Linked DNA regions of Mus musculus: region 2 is linked to region 1. Evidence: chromatin contacts called from public Hi-C data. All regions are on one chromosome and are shown on one strand. Each heading gives the region's core, a stretch centred on a gene start, on an enhancer-like site or on the middle of the called end of the contact. The rest is flanking DNA. Distances are from core to core; before and after follow the strand shown.

What was found. Hi-C and Micro-C count contacts between places; a contact is called where the count stands out from the background.
Region 2: a Hi-C map of 3T3-L1-derived adipocytes shows a contact between it and region 1, with 4 times the contacts expected there. The contact joins two enhancer-like sites. A contact is called at or near these places in 1 of 39 promoter capture datasets (the 3T3-L1 cell line), 6 of 484 Hi-C or Micro-C datasets (3T3-L1-derived adipocytes, adipose-derived mesenchymal stem cells, embryonic fibroblasts and 2 more) and 2 of 115 datasets of contacts at active chromatin or transcription factors (embryonic fibroblasts and fibro-adipogenic progenitors).

Annotation. Positions count from the first base shown.
Region 1 is chr7:72,441,759-72,448,912 of GRCm38.p6, forward strand. No RefSeq gene overlaps it. Among named protein-coding and RNA genes, the nearest start is that of Gm39035, 140 kb to the left of the region's middle. Within about 2 kb of position 3,188, at least 25 of the 459 cell types and tissues checked have an H3K27ac peak or open chromatin away from gene starts, as enhancers often do.
Region 2 is chr7:72,496,258-72,503,411 of GRCm38.p6, forward strand. No RefSeq gene overlaps it. Among named protein-coding and RNA genes, the nearest start is that of Gm39035, 190 kb to the left of the region's middle. Within about 2 kb of position 2,829, at least 21 of the 459 cell types and tissues checked have an H3K27ac peak or open chromatin away from gene starts, as enhancers often do.

The DNA.
Region 1 (7,154 bases), core at 1,938-4,437:
TCAACCCACTCTGGTGTTGATCCTTCTTTGAAGCAACTATTATTGGCTTCCAATAGAGGCCTACAGATATGAAATCCCAAGGCTAGAATGTTTTTTCAAGGGAAATTTACAATTTTCCCTATAGACTAAACTTCATTCTGCCTTTGATATCAAGAGTTAGATCTTTCATTTTAGCTTCTACCTAGAGATTTTTATTGATTTGACACCACATGTAATTTGATATTTGCATGGGCTCAAGGTATGATTTATATATCTGGTATCCACATATGTTACACAGACAACAAAGGCACCAAAGCTGGATGTTTTCCAACTCTGGGACATTTGGGAAGGCACCGACTTCTCAGGGCCTCCCCTCCCTCATCTGTGATCCGGGCTCTCCTGGCCCCACAACACAGCTGTGAGAGCCAAATGAGCGAATAAGCATGAGTCACACATAGTGCAGCACAATGCCTGGCAGAGCATCCACTTCACAAATCAAATGGTAATTTATAAGACCTTAGGGAAATGTCCATGTGTCCATTGTCTGAATCATACTAACCACTTTAAATAACATTTTCTAATCTAACTAAAAGTGAGTAAGAAAAGCTTGACAAAATACGTTGCTCCGGAACTTTTCTTCTTCATTCTGGGAATTCATACAATTATGAAGAACTAATGATGAATAAGGACAGGTCACTCAAGATGCCTTTCCCCTTCCCTACTCCCCCCTCCCCATTCTTGAGATGAAACATCAAACCTTGGAGAGAGGATATAGTTCCATGACACATACAGAACTGCAGAGAGTAGAGAGGCCCTGCCTTTGAGTACCTGGCAATGTCTGTGGTCTAAATAAACCATCCTGCCTGACTTCAGGTTACCTCTGTGGTGTCACCCAACACATGGCTGGGGAGAGATACTAAGTGGTTATTGAGAGCTGGTGGGTGTGCATTCCAACACAACCGTGGCTCTTTCAGCATTATGCAACTGCGTAAGCTTTACTTTCTTGCGGCCTTACTTACAAGTAGAAAGCTTTTTCTATGTTAAAGGAATTCCTCCTCCTAAGAAAAGCAGCTGACCCAGCCCCAGCCCCAGTCACCCAGTGGTTGCCAAAGAAGACATCAGACCCTGGCATGGTCAGGACTTAGGATGCCACCATCTGACATTAAATAAAGACTGCTCTATCTGTACAAGTTTGTTTAAATTCTCCTTTTTGTCTCTTCCTACAAACTTAATTGTTATATATTCTTACAGTACAAAGTTAATCTCTAAAGCTTTATTTTCTTGCAGCGACATTAGGGAAATTTTGGTTAACACAGGAAAGGAAAAACTAGGTGTGAGGGTTAACCTGGCAGCACCACTAATTATCAGTCTATTTGAACATCTTCCACTGAAGGTATGTAGCTGCCTATACAGTTGTATGTGGTGGCCCTGTTACAGTTATCTGTTTGTCTTCATCACAAGACTCGTGCACAGCTCACGTCTACAACTCTGCAACAGGTTCTGTTCCAGTCTGGCTCATGTCTTCAATCTTTTGTAAAATACTTTGGTTCTCTTTTGAATTTCACATCATACACCCCAATCCCACTCATCTCCCCTCCCCTTGTATGTGCCCTCCACACTTTCAACATCTGCACTAACAGAGGGGGAAAAAAATCTCACCGTGGAAGCTGTAGTATGTCACACTATGTCCCATGCATATGATTTTGTCCACACTTCTGTCCACACTTCTTTGCTTTGTTCATGGAGTGAGTCATCTGCCTTCTGCTACTCCATCAGTAGTGGAACTTCCCTGGGACTCCTCTTGGAGAGCCTATTGTTGCCCTGTGTCATGGAGATCCTGTAGTTTGCTATCTAAAACACAGGCTCCTTCAAGCACTCCTACACAGCAGAGCAGGCCCTGGTTGTGGGCACTGAGGGTGATCATGCCCTGAGGGCATAAGTGTGGGAGAGTCAGCCCTGCCTCTTTTCTACTATGTGGTGGCATTGGCAGGGGAGAGATCCCCTCCCTTCACTTTTGCCTACCCCATTAGGGGTGGGTGGGAAAGTTGGCCCCAAGGTGGGGTCTCAAGAGCAGGAGCTGTTCCTGCCCCTCGCTTATTGTAGCATTCTGGAGATTGGGCCCTGCATTTCTCCTGGGCAGCACAGTAGAGCTAATCCTGAATGTATGAGTTTCAGTTGAGCCTGCCCAAATTCTTGTCTGCTGGGTGGTGGTGTGGATGAGGGAGAGATAGCCTCCAGCCATCCCTATCCTTCTCTATCTAAGGCAAGTAGAAGAGCTGGCCCCAGGGTCATGAGAGTGGGAGAACTGGCCATGTCCCTCACTGGCTGCAACACTTGGGAGAGCAAACCCTATACTTTGCCTGGCATGGTAGAGCTGGCCCTGATCGCAGGAGTTGCTGGTGAGCTGGCTCTGAAGGTGAGAGGGCAGGAGAACCAGAGGCTGACCAGCTCATATATCACTCAGGGCCAGATCCAGGGCTCTGAACTGGCCCAACACAACATCTACTCCACTGATGCACTTCATCTATCTTAGTTTGACCTGCTAGTGCTCTGATGTCCCTGGTTTTCCTCATGGATTGTGAAAGCAAGACTGTAAATGAATCACAGGAGGCAAGCAGAGGCATTATACAGTTAAGTTCAGGAACAATGCACAAAGCTTGTTAGCTGTCTTAGAATACAGTCTAAGAGGTGATAGTGAAGAAACCCTGGGGTACCTCCAGTCCTGTCACCAGCTGTCTTAGTTAGGGTTTTACTGCTGTGAACACCCACCATGACCAAGACAATTCTTATAAGGACAACATTTATTTGGGACTGGCTTACAGGTTCAGAGGTCAGCCCATTATCATCTAGGTAAGAACATGGCAGCATCCAGGCAGACACAGTGCAGGAGAAGCTGAAAGTTCTACATCTTCATTGAAGGTTGCCAGCAGACTACTGACTTCCAGGCAGCTAGGATGAAAGTCCACACCTACCGTGACAAACCAACTCCAATAGGACCACACCTTCTAATAGTGCCACTCCCTGGGCAGAGCACATACAAACCATCACACCAGCCCAAGACACTCAGTTACAATGTCCATGATCTGAAGGAGAAAAAAGAAAAAAAAATCAGAGTTTCTACATGAAGCTGAATTACCCTTGAAAGACCTGACCAGTTTCTTGGCTTCCCCAGCTGAGTCATGGCTTCCTGAGTTGCCAGGGGGCCGAATGAAGACTGTGGGTGGTTCTGTACAGGCCAAAAGCACAGTGCTAATCCCAGCTTCTTGAGCTTTTATGAAAGAGAGAGCCCACTTGATTGATGGTGTTATTTTGACCTTTCTGAGGCCTAACTGACTTTGAGAAGAAGGGAAAACAGATTCTTGGAATGGTGCTGAGCACTTGCAAACCCACAGGAGGTGTCAGAGGGCAGAGTGCCATGTACCCAGTCTCCTAGGGTAGACCTCAGGAGAAGGTTTAGATGCCAGGCTTGGGTTCCTGGCATCAGGCTGGGACAGGCTCTGCACAGGGTACCCAGCTAAGTGTGGTCTATGACAGTGAGCAGGAACTGGAATACTCTCCCTCCTGTCTTCCTTTCTCCCCTCCTATCCAAACACGTATTGGCACGTGCTCTTCACTTCATCCATGGATGAGAAACAACATAAAAACAGAGATGCCCGCTCAGGAGAGCACGAATTCTTTGTTTTTTATTTATTTGTTTTATTATATTTTGGTTTTTTGTTTGTTTGTTTGTTTTCCTGTCAGAAATAACTGGTAAATTGGTCACCGTAATTTTGCTAACAGAAAATGCATGTTTTTCAAACAATGCCAGGCTATGGAGACTATGAAGCCTGCATAAAAGAGTATGATATTAAAGAAGTTACTGGTTGTAAGTAACAGAACGACTCCAAAGCAGCTGATGGTACAGGATGAAGGCAGAGGAATTCCATCATAAAAGAAGGTTAGTAGAGGCCATTTTTGTTGAACCCAAGAGCAGAGAAGCTGCTGGGCCTGACAACTGTAGCTGGGATTCATTGGGAGAAGCCCAACCCTAACAGCATTGTGCTTCTTCCTACATGTCTAGCCAAGTCTTGCTAGCTATAAACAGGGTATCTGTATAAAGGTAGAGAGAGTAAGAAACGGGTACTCAGGAGGGTCTAGAGTTTACATCTTCAAGTATGCATATAAAAAGATCTTTTTCTAGCTGGATCTAAAACATTACCAATGGAGATGGGGGTGTCAATCTGCAATAACATTGATCAAAAATTACGCAAGAGGTATGGCAACCTGGAAGGAGTTATGACTTAACCAGCTTATGCATTTTCAGACTGAAGATCTAGAGTTCTTTTTGTACTTTCCATTTATGGCAAAAAAAAAGAAAAAGAAAGAAAGAAAGAAAGAAAGAAAGAAAGGAAGGAAGGAAGGAAGGAAGGAAGGAAGAAAGAAAGAAAGAAAGAAAGAAAGAAAGAAAGAAAGAAAGAAGGAAGGATCAGAAAGTCCCAGAATGGAAGATCAGGCAAATGTGAGTATTGGGACTTGTTTTGCTCATATGTCCTTAAAAAGTATTTGAACAAATAGACTATGGAATGAAAATAAGGAAAAGAATCTCCAGAGTGGAGAGCATTGGGAATCCCAATGGTCTAGTGTAGTTTTCACAGGAATAAGCTCTCTCCATCCCCTGACTCAAATAAAAAGTATAAGTTTGGAGAACTTGACAAATTAACAACAAAACAACCCCCCCAAAGATACAGATGTTTGTAATAAATGTAAGCTCCACCCTGATGGAAGAGGTTCTGGGATGCCATTCATCCTGCTTAGAACTGCTAGATTGAAGGAAGGGGTTGGGTGGGGACAGAATAGAGAAACAGCAGCCAGCATCTTTTATCCATTGAGAGATATGCAAAGCAGAAACCATACAAGCTGGGGAGCCTTCCATGATGCAGTGACAATTCCTGAGGCTGAAAGGGGAAAAGTTCATTGTGTTGCCTGAGTGTCACTTCAGGCAACACAGGCAGGGGACTCATGAGCTGAAGGCCATGTGGAACTGCAGAGCTAGACGCTACCTCAAAATAGAAATTAAAAAAATGCATAAGAACACAAGAGCCAAAAGACAATCACAGGAAAGGATGAGGACTGATCGAGAGCTCTTTGGAAAATGCACACACATCATACGTAGTGAATACTTAATAAATATCTGTTACTTGTGTGCTCTCATGGACTAAACTGTTAAGCACTTAAGAGTGCATGAAGGTGTTAGCACATTGTATTTGTGTGGCAACCTTATGAGGATTTATTACGATCTGTGTTGCAGAGAAGTAAACTGTGATGTGGAACTTCTGAGTTAAGTTGCCAAAAGCCATAGAGTGAGTAAGCCAACAGAACCTAGGCTGTCAGAAACCTCACCCTCACACTGAGGCCTGAGATTCTTCATACCACTGCTTTAAGAGACAGCAATACCCAAATCAGGGTGATTACTCATTTCCTGATGGGAGGGCCTTTCTGAGCATTCCAATTTCAGACTCAGAAGAGAGACTATATCTTTGTGCTTCCAGGGCCCACCCAACTCCCTGGCCACTGGTGTTAAAAAGGCTGTTTGGTAGAGTTGAGTCTGTTTGACTCTTTAAAAGGAAAATATAAAGTACAAGCATTAACTTACCTCCATCAAGCAAAGCTCTAGATAGCACATGTAAGATGGACTTGTAAGTATGAAAAGCCATTTGTGTGGAGCCTCTGGATAAACTACGTGAGTGAACTCCAGACTGAGTCTAGAGATAGAGCCTCTGGACAGAGCTATAGATGGAGCCTCTAGACGGAGCCTCTGAGTGAGTTCTGAATGACACTCCAGATAGAGTCTCAGGATGGAATGAGCCTTGTGATAAATCTCTAGATGAAGCTCTAGATGGAGTACTGGATATAGCCTCTGGTTGGAGCATCTGAATGAGCTCTCAGTGGAGCTCCGGATATATTCTCAAGATGGAAAGACTCTGGATGAAGCTTGACCACATCAACATGATTGTTATAGTCCATGGGCTATGGAGAAGGTTACTGTGCACCTCCAGCCTGCAAGTAAAACCAAAGCCTGACTTATCCTGTGCACACCACACCCATTTAAAAACATGAATCATGGATTTCCAAATAACAAGTTTGAAATACCTTTTAAAATCCCCAACACATAGCACCAAGGCTTCCAGCCTACCTTCCCATCTGACTGAATTCTACTATCCCAGAGGAAGGAGGACAGGGGTGGAGAGCTACTAAATCTGTCCCCAGGAGGTTCAACACTTTCAGGAATTTTATAGTGAAATTACCAGCTAACCTTGGTTTAGAACTTGGGCCCAGGCCTCTCCCACACTTTGAGAGTGTGGTATGGAAACTCAGTGGCTTGATGAGGAGAAAGCTTTGCCTTGGTGACTGAGCTGAAGAACTGGGGGTAGAAAAAAAAGTCACTGGTGAACACCTAGCAAGGCTGGCCAATACAGGAGACTGTGCTCAACTTTCTCTGGCTTCTTTATCAACCACTAGGAATGCACTGTTGTTAATTCCAGTAAAAGCAGAGTATAAGCAGGCTGCTGGTTTACAAAGTGTCCCACCAGCCTCTTGTTTGAGATGGGTATCAGTCTCCCAAGTCAAAAGTACACAAATGATTTAGCTGTCGGCCCTCCTTTCTTGGGGACTGTCTTTTTATGTCAAGAAAGGGAATATTACCTAAATGAGCCATGCTTGGATGAGAAGGTTGTCATGCCTTAATTCAGGAAAGGAGAATGGAGTCTTGGAATTGATCAGAGCTAGAGAACCACCCTTACCTTTAAGCCGCCCATGAAACTATGAATTACTGTTTATACTTCATAGCTTTAATATATGTTACTATAGTGTATATTTTCATCCACTGTTGACAAAATGCCGTTCTAGCTGTATCTCATTCAAAATTTACAGCCCTACTGGCTATGGTGCTTTGTAGCCTTATTTGTCAGAAGAGCTGAAGAAAACATCCAAATGTCTTCCCAGTATAGTAACCAGTGCCATAGAAAATAATATGGAAGGCCTTGCCTGGTGTTTTGTCAGTGTCCTTGATCGTGTATTTCAAGACATATCTGTTAAATATTTGTTCATGTGAAAAAAGTGATATAAAATTATTTTTCATTCTCAGTGTCCCAGTCTGTAGTTATGAAGTGGTGATGGATTTTAACATTTTTTTTTTT
Region 2 (7,154 bases), core at 1,579-4,078, 54 kb after region 1:
ACTGTGGGTTTTTTCAAGCTCATGAATTATAAATATTCTAACATGGTAGTTCTTTTTCCTTTTCCTTTTTTTTTTTTTAATCCTGACTCTGTTTATGCCTGCCCCATCTCGTCTCCTCCCAGCCTGATGTGAAACATTTGTCCCTTTGTGGATAACATCTAAAACTTGGAAAGTACCCACAAAATATAAAAGCAAGTTAAAATAAATACGCTATGATGCAAAATGACCCATTACAACTTTGCCTGGGCATTGTTTACTGGGTAACTGGAGAGAGTCTTGCTGGACATTGAGCAGATTACAGAGTTGCCATGGAAAGGTCTCTGAAGCAGGGTTGCTTTGATTTCAATTTGGTGATACCATAAGCTATAGCTGGAGCTGGCTGAGAAGTATAAGATGCGCCTCCTGTGCTTTCTTAACATATGCACCGTGAGTCATGTCTCCTGATGCTAGATGACCTCAGAGGTCCTTCTCTGGTCTAATTTTGCCTTCCTTCCTCAACTTCCTTCTGCCTCTTCCTTTCTTCCATTACTCTACTTTTCCATACATGGAAAGACAGAAGGAGCGTGTCTGGTATGTGTAAATAAATGTGTGTGTGTGTTACTGTTTTTCTTTCTTCTTTTGTTTTATTTCCTTCCTGTCTCCGTTTGTTTCTTTTAAATGTTCATGTTACAGGTTGAACTCAGTCTTGCATGTGCTAGTCCAACACTGCCACGGAGCAGCCCTCTCAGCCCCTAGTATAGCTGCGTTTTTTATTCACAAGCTCTGGCTGAGAACTGCTGGCATGAACTTGTGCTTTCAGCTCTGGGTTTTTACCTAGGCCTTGATCTTGGTGAGACCATAGACCCTGGAGTTTGTCAGCCTGGGTTTGTGTCCTGCCATTACCACTTATACACACTATCAATTTCCCTTATCATTATTGTGAAACCTAAATGAAGTAACGTATAGGAACGGCAGGGCATTGTATGAGAAACTGAAGATCCAATACACGATAAATCATTGTCCTGATTCAGTATTGTTCTCAATTTGCATTTTAATCTCATCCTTAGATGTTATCTAAGAGCTTAACAATAAATGCCAAGATGAGATTACTGGGAACACAGGAGCTGTAAATCAGTCTTGTCAGCCAGTTTGAAACTGATGCTCTTTGACCCATACTGCAATAGCTGAGTGTGCAGAGACTTGCAGACAGAAACAAGTCTGAGCAGGTGTTGTTAACAACAGATACGGGCAACAGAAGCAATCTTTAGAAGCCTGGAAGCAAAACCCTCAGACTTAGCACAGTCAGCAGCTCAAATCCAGGGAGCAAGATCGCCAGACAGGAATCATTCTTTACTGAATTTCTCAAAGTCAGACACACAGCAACAAGGGTGTGTGTGTGTGGCTTGTGTGTGTGGTATATGTGTTTGTGTGGTATGGGGGTGTGTTCGTGTGTGTGTGTTTGTGTATGTGTGTGTGTGTGTGTTTGTGTATGTGTGTGTATGTGTGTGTGTTTGTGTATGTGTATGTTTGTGTATGTGTGTGTGTTTGTGTATGTGTGTGTGTTTGTGTATGTGTGTGTTTGGGTATGTGTGTGTGTGAGTATGTGTGTGTGTTTGTGTATGTGTGTATATGTGTATATGTGTGTGTATGTTTGTATGTGTGTGTATGTGTGTGTGTGTTTGTGTATGTGTGTGAGTATGTGTTTGTGTTTGTGTATGTGTGTGAGTATGTGTTTTTGTTTGTGTGTATGTGTATGACTATGTATTTGTGTATGTGTGTGTATGTGTATATGTGTGTGTGTTTGTATGTGTGTGTGTATGTGTGTGTTTGTGTATGTATGTGTATGTATGTATATGTGTATGTGTGTGTTTGTGTATGTGTGTGTGTGTATGTGTATGTGTGTGTGTATGTGTGTGTGGTCTGTATGTGTATGTGTGTGTGTGTTTGTATATATGTATGTGTGTGTGTGTTTGTGTATGTGTGTGTGTTTGTGTATGTGTGTGAGTATGTGTGTGTGTATGTGTGTGAGTATGTGTTTGTGTATGTGTGTGTATGTGTATATGTGTGTGTTTGTATGTGTGTGTGTGTATGTGTGTGTGTATGTATGTGTATGTATGTATGTGTGTATGTGTGTGTGTATGTGTGTGTGTATGTGTGTGTGTGTGTGTGTATGTGTGTGTGGTGTGTATGTGTATGTGTGTGTGTGTTTGTGTATGTGTGTGTGTATGTGTATGTGTGTGTGTGTGTGTGTGTGTGTGTGTGTGTGTGTGTGTGTTTAAATAAGTGGTGTGGTGGTGGTGGTTGAGATCATACTCACTTCCCAGTCCTCCCAGGTTTGAAGAAGAAGAGGAGAAAGAAGAGGAAAAGGAAAAATGAGTTCTCTTTGTGTTGTCCACACACTCACTGGAGCATGGTCATACTCCCAGTGGCCAGCCCCTTAAAGAAAATGGAGTCCTTTCTCACCCGCACCCCTGCCAGAAGCCATCAACTGTGGAGAGCTACACTTTGACGTCCTTGTCACAAATTTTTAAGACTTCTCTTCTGTGGTTTCCTATGTAGGCTGTGTGGTGGGGGAGGGGTAGTGGTTGTCACAGAAGCCTTCTCTGTCCCTCTTTCTCAATTGTGAAAGAGAGACATAGAGCAAGCTTACCTGAACACAGACATCACAGTATTAAAGTCCAAATATAGGTACACGTACAGTTAAATCTGATTGGAAAGCTCCCCTCAGATCTGCTCTCGGCCAGGCCTATTTTATCCTCCCCAGCAGCCCAGGAAGCATTTCCTAACCAGCTTCTGCTCTCCCAATTCAAATCAATCCTGGCCAGAGCCACCACACACCCACTCCCTGGCCTGAGTCCACCCCCATTCCATGACTTTCTCTGTAGCAATTTCATAACCTGACATAAACCTCCTGTGTATTTATTTGTTGCTATGCATTTCATTACATGTCTCTGCATGAAAATGTGAAGTCTCTGAAAGCCAGGGTTCTGCCTTTCTTCTTTAAAGCTGTACTTCTGGTGCTCAGAGTAGTGACTGGGAAATGTAGAATGAATGATCAAAAATGGTTTGGAGTGAGTGAATAAATTATTGAGCTAGACTTGGGCTTGCATTTTCCTGCTCTATTAGCAAACTGTTAGAGTAACACATCCCCCTTCCATCTTCAGTAACTGTCATTGATTTACAAAACGTTTGTGTGTCTCATTATGAATCTAACTGGTTCCGCAATTTTCCTTTTCTACATATCACTGTTTTCCTAAAGTAAGTTCTGAGAATTCATGTCAGTGCTCTGTCTCCGGAAAGATATTGGCATATTATTAAACTGTACTTACTGTCCTAGAAATAAACTACTTAATACATTACATCTCTAGCAAAGGTTAATACTTCAGGACCCAGACTTTTGAGTCCTATGCTGCAGAGCATCTGATGGAGCTTCAGGAGACAGTAAAGACACACAGCAGAGATGGTGAAGGGCGGGGGGGTGGGGGTGGGGGTGGGGGCAGAGATTTCTTGTTGCCAAACTCTTCTGGTTCATTACTATCTCAGGTGTGCAGAGGACAGAGGACACCATTTGGGAATTGGTTCTTTCCTTCCACCATAGGCTCCCAGGGATAGACTCTAGATCATCAGGCAATCGTACTTACCCACTTACCCATCTTCCTTGCCTCTAAATCTCCTTTTGTTTGCACTTTTCTTTCTCTTCTTCTCTCTCCTTAACCACCATCGACATGAACAAACCTTCCTTCCTGAGTCAGAGTGACCCCTGGTGTTGTAAAGGCATGACACAAGTTGTGACTGGTTAAGCTTCTCTGGTTCTTACAAACTCACCTGCCAATAAACAGCGTGCAATTCTCTCATTCGGAAAACATATTTTAAGCATTTGCTGAATGACAAATAAAGCCGAAACCAAACCAAAACACCCACAACAACAGCCAAACCAACAGCCAGAATTGTTTCCCTCCCTTGTCAATATATACTTTATATTTCCATTGGTTTTGTTGGCTTGCTTGTTTCCTTTTGTTTTTGTTATTGTTGCTAGAGTCTGAGTCCTTAACTGTGGTCTAACCTTCTGCCCTGTCTAACCTGCACCCCCATTTTTCCATCAGGCTTGCTGCTCCAGGGAGTGCCACTCCCTTTGTAAATCTATGCTATCTGTTGATAGATAACTTGCTTTTCCCTCATCAGGAATCTAAGTGAACCCTTGACTTTGCACCCACCACTTCCCGGCCAAGCTGTGTTTAGCATTTTACTACGCATTAACTCTTCGCTGAGCATCATGAGAAATGTCCCTCATTATTTTGGAATATAACCCATTTGAACATCTAAATGCATTACTGAAAGCCACATGCTTTCCTGTGCCTGCACTTTGTAAGATGCCAGTCATTTAGTACTGTTGCTTTATAAACACTGGAAACATTGCTGATGGAAACAGAGATGTATTGCAAGTGTAAAATGCACTCAGGGTCGGGAAAGCTTTGCACAACATGACTACGTTTTGGAGAGCATATTGGAATGAAAATATTGTATATCTATCTCTACCTATATTTTGTTAGGTAAAATGCATTATTGAAATTCAGCCTCTTTTCTAAATGTGATTACAAATGAGTTGTAAGGAACTTACATGGCTCCCCTTATATTTCTGATAACCATCACTGGCCACTGTAATCACATTGTATCAACTTCACCTACTATCTTTAGTGAGCAACTAAAGTGTACAGTGGGCTGTTTTATAAGTCTGGCAAGTGTCATCCACTTTTATGGCTAGAATTTATTCCTGGAATTGAATCTTGACTGAATGCTGTCCCCTGGGAGTGGTCTGCAGCATTCTAAGGTCACCAGGCATTGACGCTCTCTTACAAAAGCAGATTGTCCAAGCCAGACTCGGCTTTGTATTTGTAGTGGCAGTGATTGCTTCCAGGGTCAACCACTTTCAGGCAGTTAATAACCCGTTTGACCAGAGGTTCATCAGTGTCCTAGCCACTCATTAAATCCTAAAACGCCCTCTACCCAGAGGTCAGTATTGCCCAACTCCGTCATACTTAACCAAGAAAAAGAATGCTTTCCTTTTCATTGTCAGTGAATTGATTGGCAGGTCTTTGGGTGGTCCTGGTTATTTCTATGTACCCTTCTTTGTCTTCAGCTGCCAAGCGAGTGACATCAACTTTCCTTTCACAATATGAAATTATTGCAAGGCTGATTACTGAGTACAAGGAAGTCTACTGTCTTGACATTGGACCTCACCTCTTCATTATTATCATAGAGTGACTCATGGGGAAAAGAAAATTTGGAGGAGCAAGGAGGCTCATGCCATGAACCCTATAAGTCACCAGCTTGATAAACTACCATCTTTACTACCATTCACAATGTGCCCATTAGACTCCAGCAGAGGAGGAGGTATGACTAATTCCTCACTTTACCACCAAAAATAAATCACAGCGTTGAGCTGGAAGGAGACACAGACTTTCCAGGATGAAGAGTTGAGTTTGAGAGTGAGACATGGGAAACATGTTGTAAAGGAGCCAGGCGTCCCTGGGCACAGGATTGCGGAACAAGCTCTCTAGACTTGATTGCCATTAAGCCCAACATTAGAAGTAGATGCTAGTACTTAAGTATATTCATGTACCTGACATCTTACTGTTCATTAAAAGATACATGGTCTCTGTCAAATCTCATTCATGAGTCCATTCCTCAGGCCTCTGTCATTCATAGACATGTTATACAGTGTTCATACTTAGAGATCATTCTGGATTCCCCCCAAATCCATCCATTTACAAGCACTGAACTTGTGTTCACATATCTTTTTTTTGTGTGTGTCTGATTCACTGAAGGTCGCTCTCATGGTCCAAAGTAATCAAGCATTGTTCAGGCCACAAGAGTGGTGAAAGAACTTGGATGCTGGGACCAGGCTAAGCTCATTTTGGGGTGAAGATTGTTTTTGGGGTAGATGGAAGCACTAATATGTGTTGTAGGACTAAACATATGAAGGACGTACATACTATAGTACTAGTGATAACTGGTTATTGTCAATGATAGAGTCTGTGGCCAAAGCATTGGATTACTTGTGGTTAGAATCAGTTTATTTATATGCCCAGTGTAGCGTCTTACAAATAGAAATCGTTAAATTACTGGATTTAAAAAACATATTGTGTTTATGTAACTGACATATTTAGAGTACTATATAATTTAGCATGAAAATTTCAATTTGGGAGAGTTTATTGCCAGGATGATAAGTATTTAAAGAAGTATTAATAATTAGCTCATGTTTCATCTCTACAATATCCAGCCCATTCCCTCAGAACAGATGTTTGACCTTCAGACAGGCTGGACAAGACACAGAAGAGAAGTCAGGGCCCATTACTACATCCCAGTTCCATCACTTAGCTATCACAGGACCCCAAGTAAACTGTTAAATGTCTCTGTACCTCCAACTCCTCCATAGACAATAGAAGGGCAGTCTGCAGGCTACATTTGCATGCTTAAGTTTGTAACAACTTCACTCAAAGAACTAAAGATGGATGCAAAGTATTGATGAATGAATAAAATAAACCAGGACATATAGGTATCCCATCACACAAGTTTAAAGCAACTTTTGATGAATGTTAACAGCACGGGTGGACCTTGAAGTTGTAAGGCCAAGGGAAATAAGCCAGTCACCAAGGATGAAGGCTCTGGGACTCTGCTTGTATGTGGTACCCAGAGCAAGGAAGTTCATAAAGACAAAGAGCTAAGAATAGTCATCGATCCTGCAGGAAGGAAGAAGTGGGTTAATATATTATTATAATTAACTAATTAATTATTGTCTGGTAAACAGATGCAGAGTTTAGTGCTGCAAGATGAAAGAGGTTCTGCCTGAACAATGACATCAATAGTGAGGAGTCACTGTGACAACATCTTACGTGATGGAGCCCAGTGCTCTATATGGAAGTATCAGCCAAAAGAGTTTTATTGAAAAAGTAAACATAAAAACAAAACACACACACACACACACAAAAAAACACAAAAAAATCAAAAAAACCAACAACAACCCAGAATTTCTTTGTAATTATAAGTGTTGCCTCTGACCTAAGATTGCCAGGGTTAAAAACAGGTCTAGAGTTTAAAAATTGCAATAAATGTATAGTAAGGTCCTTATCAAGAGAGGATACTCCTTTGAGTCACGGTAGATGTATGTGTCTCAA